2 separate regions of the Mus musculus genome follow, and region 2 is linked to region 1. Evidence: chromatin contacts called from public Micro-C data. All regions are on one chromosome and are shown on one strand. The core of a region is the stretch at or near the end of the contact, and the rest is flanking DNA. Distances in the headings are between cores, read along the strand shown.

Region 1 (3,795 bases), core at 104-2,603:
CTTCAGAGCCCACCGAGAATAAAATGGAAGCTCAGGCCCGCGCGCCAGGTTTCAGAGTCCTCGTGCTCTACCTAGCAAGCTTCAAGGAGACACCTGTTGGGCGGGCGCCCCCTCCCGGGCCAGCTCACACCTGACCCCTACGAATCCCAAGCGCCCCCCATTGACGCTCCTTTACATCCAGCGTACTAGTGCCCATCCTGGCCATCGACTCCCCTCACTTGGGGAAAGGGAGCAGGTATGGTCGAGAAAGTTTAGGGGCTGGGACCTAAGGGCTCAAGGGACCCGCGAGTCAACTCCTGGACCTCAGGTTACCTGAACCACCTCACGACTGCGACACTTCACAAGCTGGCCCATGTCCTTTCGGGAAGTGGCAGTGGATACTCTAGCAAAGTCAAGTCAGCTCTCCTGACAGGAACCTCTCCCCCAATTTCGAACAGGCATTCAACTTAACAAAAGAAAACAAAAACTCTTTTTGGACCAGAGTGGCGTTTGTTGAAGCGAGTCACTCACTGGCGTGTTCCAGACGTTAACGGACATGATGTTCCTAACACGGCCTGAAATCTTCTCTGTGGACTTGGACAGAAGCCTCACCACGGGGCCTCCCACAGCTTCAAACCGAAACGCTCAGATTCCGGGTAGATGCTTGGCAGCCCAGGCACCAGGAGCAGGAGACCGGACGGGAAGCCACACGGGCAGCCTCAGCCTGGAGTACAGGCGGACAGAGGACTGTAGAAGTGGGATGCCCAGGCAACTCTGCAGGTGTCTCCACACTGCCCTCCATCTCCCTGCGGTGTCTGCCCTGGACACCGCATGCGACCTGGGCTGCTATCTTCAGGGTGATGAGGGGTGCCCGATCCGTATGTTCTCCAGGTGGATCGGACCTGGCCCGACTGCAGGAGGCCTTTGCTGACCAGTGCTAGGCGAGCAAGAGCGCCGGCAGTGCCCGGATGGGGCCCCGGGAAGGAGAAAGGTGGCTGGGCCAAGGCGGGAGTCGGCGGCGGGGTGCGCGGACGTGGCTGAGAGGATGTGCCAGTGGGAGGGGGTGAGCGCTACGCCCAGTTTGGCCAGGCTGGGCTTCACCGCTGCAGGCTGCGGGCCGGGGCGGGAGTGGAGAGAGGCCGCTGCGCGACAAAAGCCTGCACGTCCCTCCCTCCAGCCTCTGGCTGCCACTCCTCCGCCTTCCCCTCCACTTCCCACCCCTCCGCTCTCTGCCCCTCCCCCGGCCTCAGCGGGGCCTCGGCGGCGGGCGGAGCAGGGGAGGGGCGGGCACCAGAATATGCAGATGAGAGTGTGACGGACAGCTCGGCGTTCCAATGTCCCTCGGAAACTCGAGCGCTCCTTCCTCAACTCCTCACTCCTGACTGCAGACTCCCCCAAATCCCGACCGCCGGCCTGGCGCGCGGCTGCGCCCACCGGCTCCGCGCTGCCGCTACCGCCGCCCCGCCGATCCTCCAGCCCCGCGCCCAGCCTAGCGCCCACCAGCCCAGCCTGCTCCGGCCCGCGGCCTCGGTGCGCCCCGGCCGGGCGTGGATGGAGGGCGCCGCGCGCGCTGCCCGCTGCTCCGTGTGACGCGGGCCCCGCGCCCCGCGCCCACCATGTCCTACCCGCAGGGCTACCTGTACCAAGCGCCCGGCTCGCTGGCGCTCTACTCGTGCCCCGCGTACGGCGCGTCCGCGCTGGCGGCGCCGCGCAGCGAGGAGCTGGCGCGTTCGGCGTCGGGCTCCGCGTTCAGCCCGTACCCCGGCTCGGCGGCCTTCACAGCGCAGGCGGCAACCGGCTTCGGCAGCCCGCTGCAGTACTCGGCGGACGCCGCCGCCGCCGCGGCTGCCGGCTTCCCGTCCTACGTGGTAACTGCTTTGGGGTGGGGGCTGGGGAGACCCGGACCAGGGAGTGAGTTGAGCTGAGCGCTGGGGACGCGTTGCGGGTGGCAGCTCCAAAGTCACCAGCACCCGTTGCCGCACTAAACAAGGGACGGGACTGACCTGCAGAGCTCGTAGGCTGATTTCCCTTGAGCTCGTGCGAAGTGCTACTCCACCCGTGCCTGGGCCAAGAGTAATCTCTAATCCGCGCGTGCCGATTGCTGGGGCTGCGAAATCTGTCCACTGCTCTCCGCGTGGTTCCAAGCTGAGGGCCCCGGCTGCCCAGGCCTCTAGGGCCAATGCCGCAAGCTTTGGGTTTCTTGGCCAGACTGGTGGCGGCGGGGTCACGGGGTGGGGGGGTGGGGATGCGGGTGGGGGGGGGGTGGGGTGGGGATAGGCTGAGCCTGTGGCTCTCGCCCTAGACCCAGGCCGAAGCTCTTTAGTGTTGGCCGTTTTCTGTCTCGCTGACCCGGCTTTCAGGGAAAAAAAAATAATGTGTTAACGGGTTTGGGACCCGCTAAGTGCTGCCAGAGTTCGTAGTAGGCCTATGGGTTCCAGCTCCGTAGATCCGGGATCTGTCTGAGCATCTCTGAGTTCTGAAAACAGGCCCCGCCAGAGCGGGTCTTGGCAGTTTTGGGGTGTGTGAAGACATTGTGTATGGGCGGAGGGGGTTTGCTCTAGGTGGAATTCCCTGGGTAGGAACCAGGCCTTGGGAAAAGGTTACAAACCTCTCCTAGTTAAACGTTAAAGGATGAATTAAAATGCTAATTACTACGTAGTTGAAGAATTGGAAACGCTGACTGGCTTCTGAGTTGCAAATTGGATTTACTCTGCTTTAGAGGGTGAATAGCGGAGTGGGGTTCCGAAGTATTTTTTAAGCTACATAAGGGAGGGAAGGGAAGGAGGGAGCAGAGCGGGAAGCCTATGATGAAATTTAGATATAAAGAAACTACTTGCTGTAGTGCGGGACTATCCAGATATGTTTGCAGACACTGTTCGCGCTACTCGGGAAACTATGTCGTTTTAGAAAAAGTAAAGTGTTAAAACAAAATCCTAGAATCAAATGGCAATAGTTTTGTTTTCCAACAGCTAGCCTTGTATTTTTCTGGTTCTCTGGCTAAAGAAAGATTTCCAACCCAGAGAAGCCTAGCAGGAAAGGCAGCAAGGGGCTGACGGAGGGTCGCCTTGGGGGTGACGCCTGAGGGGCCCATGCACCTTCCACTCACAGGCTGTTGTGGGTTCCAGGGCTCGCCATACGACACGCACACCACCGGAATGACTGGCGCCATCAGCTACCATCCATATGGCAGTGCGGCCTATCCATACCAGCTCAACGACCCCGCGTACCGTAAGAACGCTACGCGGGACGCCACTGCCACACTGAAAGCCTGGCTCAACGAACACCGAAAGAACCCGTACCCCACCAAGGGAGAGAAGATCATGCTGGCCATTATCACCAAGATGACCCTCACGCAGGTCTCCACCTGGTTCGCCAACGCGCGCCGACGTCTCAAGAAGGAGAACAAAATGACCTGGGCCCCAAGGAACAAAAGCGAGGATGAGGACGAGGACGAGGGAGATGCTTCCAGAAGCAAGGAGGAGAGTTCAGACAAGGCACAGGATGGCACAGAGACCTCTGCGGAGGACGAAGGTGAGCGGGGCAGCGGTCAGTGCGAAGGCTCAGGGAGCTTTCTTCCCAGGCGGGCAGTGGTAAGGGCGGACACTACGCACCTGTCACGCGGGGTCCCGGGCCTAGAAAATGGATTTGGGTTGGAGAGTCCCCGGGCTCTGTAGAGATGCTGGGCCGCATTTAATGCTGCCTCGGGGTGAGGTGCAGGGTCGTGGGAAGGCCGGTGCTGAATGTTGGGAGGATGGGGGTGCGGGTGCCCCTGCTGGCCCAGCTTTTCGCCCACCGTATCGCGTCCCCTCAGGGATC
Region 2 (3,610 bases), core at 45-2,544, about 22 Mb after region 1:
ACAAGTCAAATAACTTTAAAGGGGCATCATGTTCTGCTGCAAATACAATTGAAACGGATTGTTTGGGAGCAGATCAGAAACGGTACAGAATTTTGCACTTAATTTCCTCAGTTATCATTTACAATAAGAACCTCTGGGCTTGGCAGCCAAGTCTAAACAGTAGTAAATTAGTACAAATTTATACTGATTTTACTCTAATAATCGTAATAAAAGCTTATAGATTTGGCACTAATTACATAAATGCCTAATGATCTTGAAAATTACTCTGGTTAGAAATATATTACTAATCTAAACTTTGTTGTTGGCTGGCTCTGAAAAATCAGAACATTAGAAATGGTTCGCTTCACTTGTGCAAAAGCACTTTAAATTGTTCAAGTAGTTTAACACATCCAAGAGGAAAATAAAGAGCGGTTAACTTTATTTACTGCCTTAAGTGGCTTTGGTCGTCTAGCTGAACTTAGAAACTTTGACCGAAAGAGCAGGTTGGGACCTGGGTGAGAGTGTAGGCCTATCGGGCAGGTGGCCCTGGAACGCAGCTTCTGGAGTTCTGGAGGAAGGCTCACTTCATGAAGTCTCCCCCTCCCCCAAAGCGGACAGGGGACCTTGGCGGGGTGGTGGTGGGGGGGCAACTTCCTCTTTATTTTCTAGGCTTGCAATGGGATTGGGGCTCAGTAGGCCAGAGTCTGGGTCTCTAGAGAAGGCCTGCAGAACAGTGGCAGAAATTTAGGGTCGTTCTAGAGATGGTAGCTTGGCTGCCTGGTGAGCTAGGGCTTTGACTACCGCGGTCCAGTGTCCCCTAGCTGGCACGAGCAGGGGCAGCGGGGGCGCGGGTGCGGTGGGATGTGTGTGGGCTGGGGGTGGCGACTCTCAGGTCATGCAGAGGTCATGTCCTGCTTTGGTGTCTGAACTGCCCCCGTTCCAGGGACACCCTAGCTCTGATACACAGAGCCTGTGAAGCGAGCAAGGCAGGACAAGGAAAGGGGAGATGTGCCCGGAGAAAATCTCTGGGAAGAACTGACCGAGGCTCGGCCCAGAGGCCCAGGGCGAGGCCAAGGTGGCCGCTGCTGCTTTAGCGGCTGCTGGAGGCTGGAGCTGCCTGGGCTGCGGCCGCCGCCTCCTCCCGGCAGGCGCAGGCGGGCGGGCGGGCGGAGTGGGGGACTCTCCGGGCGCTGACATTTGCAGGCTGCCCTCCTGATTGGTCCCCTCGCCGAGCTGCTCACGGGTTCATTCATCTGTTAAGCACCTCCCCGTCTCTCTAAAGGACATTATAATGCAAGAAGCCCCCTTTTTAACCACAAACCGAATTTTCTTTCATTTAGGTGATCTATATATATCTATATCGTATAGCTTATAGCTTATATCTATTTTAAATAACTTAAAGCCGCTAAAATTTGGGGGGGAACAGCTTTCGCCCTGGAGCGGTGCGCGATGCTGTCTCACGCCGACCTCCTGGACGCCAGGCTAGGTGAGTGAGCGCCTCTCACCCGGGCAGCCAGGAGAAGCCGGGGCAGGAAATTGTCAATTTGTTCCTTATTTTACCTTAATGCGCCCTAAATGGACTAATTTCTTTAAAAGTAATTGTGCTGTATTAAAGTTTAATTTGATTTAACATCGTCTTAAAAAAAATCTATGGAATATGTAGATTCCAAAACAAAACGGAGTTGGGGATGCTGACACCTTTTTGTTTTTCTTATTTTTTTCTTTCTCTCTCCCCTTCATTATTAATATTATTATTTTTGGAAGGAGTTCTAGCCCGCGATAATTTGTTTGGAGGTGTTTCTCTCTTTTTCCACTCTTGTTTGCTTTGATTTGGAATTTCTTTCATCCCTTTTTCCCCTTCTTCCTTTCTATCATCACCTTCTCCTCTAAGTGTGCTTAAATTTGTTTTCTTTTTTTAAAAAAAAATCTTCTCCTTTGTGAAGGAGAAGCCGCTGTATGAAGGTGGATTTGCTAAGTGTGCTGGTTGAGAAGAAAAGCCCAACTCATCCTCTCGGGCATCCCTGCCTTCTACAAGGGACTCGGTGTTACCAGTGACGGGGAGGGACGAGCCGTTTATTTCTCGGGAGAGAAAAGTTGAATTCTCTAAAGTTTGATTCACTGTTATGGCTATAGAGTTTACTTAAATTTCTTTGAAGCTATCTGGGTTACCAAGTTCTGGGCTTCAGGCTTGGGGAGCTTTAGTGATGGATGTGACTCCGTTTCCCAAACACTTTCTCTGATTTGAGGGGGAGGCGGAGCTGATTTGGGCTTATTTTGAGAGGTGGAAGGCTTGGAGACATATTCATCTTCCGAAAGTCAGAGGGAATTGGCCAGAGTTCATTTAGCGCCTTTGCTCAGGAGGAGCAGCCTCCAAAGGCTCTCTCTTGATTTCTTTTTCTCCCGCACCACCCGACTAAGAATTTTCTCAAGGTTTCCTGGGACACCAGGGTTACAGTTAGTGAAAGGACTCGGGTGTGTTTCATTGTCAGGCCTGGGAGTGGTTTTTTTGTTTTTGTTTTTGTTTTGTTTTTTGTTTTGTTTTGTGGGAGACACGAAGGCCGGAGCTGTGAAGCACCAGAGCGGGCTGTGGAGAGAAGGAGGCCAGGAGATGCTATTTCAACCTAGCTGTCCAATTCCTGGGAAACCGGGCTGAGGACCAGGCAGTTTCCGCCTCGGGGCAAGCGTGGGCGCAGAGGGAGCGGTGGATGGGGCTGAAGCAGAACCTCTCAGGGAAGTCACCGGCTCCTCACGTCGCCAGGACAGTACTGATCGAGATCCCTTTCCCTCCTCAGGTATGAAAGATGCCGCCGAGCTTCTGGGCCACCGGGAGGCGGTGAAGTGTAGGCTGGGTGTGGGGGGCTCTGACCCTGGGGGTCATCCAGGGGACCTGGCACCCAACTCGGACCCGGTCGAAGGAGCCACTCTGCTGCCGGGCGAGGACATCACCACCGTGGGCTCTACCCCTGCTTCGCTGGCGGTGAGCGCCAAAGACCCAGACAAGCAGCCGGGGCCCCAGGGCGGCCCCAACCCCAGCCAAGCCGGCCAACAGCAGGGCCAACAGAAACAGAAGCGCCACCGGACACGCTTCACCCCAGCACAGCTCAACGAATTGGAGAGGAGCTTCGCCAAGACTCACTACCCCGACATCTTCATGCGTGAGGAGCTAGCGCTGCGTATCGGGCTGACCGAGTCGCGGGTGCAGGTAAGGCGGGCTTGGGCTCAGGGGAGGAAGGCAAGGAGGGAAGGGGAGGATTAGAGCACGGAGTAGGTATTGTGCTCTGCTGGGATCCCGAGCTGCGCGCTTGTTGTTTCTACGTTCCTGGGTCGGAGGATACCATACTCTGTCCAAATATTGGCTAGGATGATCACAGGCCCCCATGGACTTCCTCCATTGTAGCCCCATCCCTCATCTCAAAACTCCTCAAAAGCAGCCCGGTGTTATGGGGCTGCGGGGCCCAAGTCCAACTTCTTCCAACAAAGATGGGAACCTTCTCGTCTCCCCAGAAGCTAAGCCCAGCGCGCACCTTGCTCCAGCTCTATTGACAAGTGTTTCATTACCCCGTAATGAGTTTCTATTATGCATTTGGATAAATGGGGGGCATTTCATAATAATACAGGAAACAAGGAAGAG

What was found. Hi-C and Micro-C count contacts between places; a contact is called where the count stands out from the background.
Region 2: a Micro-C map of embryonic stem cells shows a contact between it and region 1, with 28 times the contacts expected there. The contact joins the promoter of Otp here to the promoter of Irx2 in region 1. A contact is called at or near these places in 3 of 39 promoter capture datasets (cranial neural crest, embryonic stem cells and hippocampal neurons) and 3 of 484 Hi-C or Micro-C datasets (all in embryonic stem cells).

Annotation. Positions count from the first base shown.
Region 1 is chr13:72,627,467-72,631,261 of GRCm38.p6, forward strand. It overlaps Irx2 (Iroquois homeobox 2), which reads left to right and starts at 1,354. Exons shown (of 5, transcript NM_010574.4): 1 at 1,354-1,847; 2 at 3,105-3,510; 3 at 3,791-3,795. The coding sequence starts at 1,596. Gm20554 (predicted gene, 20554) reads right to left here and starts at 1,098. Exons shown (of 1, transcript NR_030701.1): 1 at 1-1,098.
Region 2 is chr13:94,874,342-94,877,951 of GRCm38.p6, forward strand. Otp (orthopedia homeobox) reads left to right here and starts at 1,295. Exons shown (of 3, transcript NM_011021.4): 1 at 1,295-1,465; 2 at 2,772-3,181. The coding sequence starts at 1,429.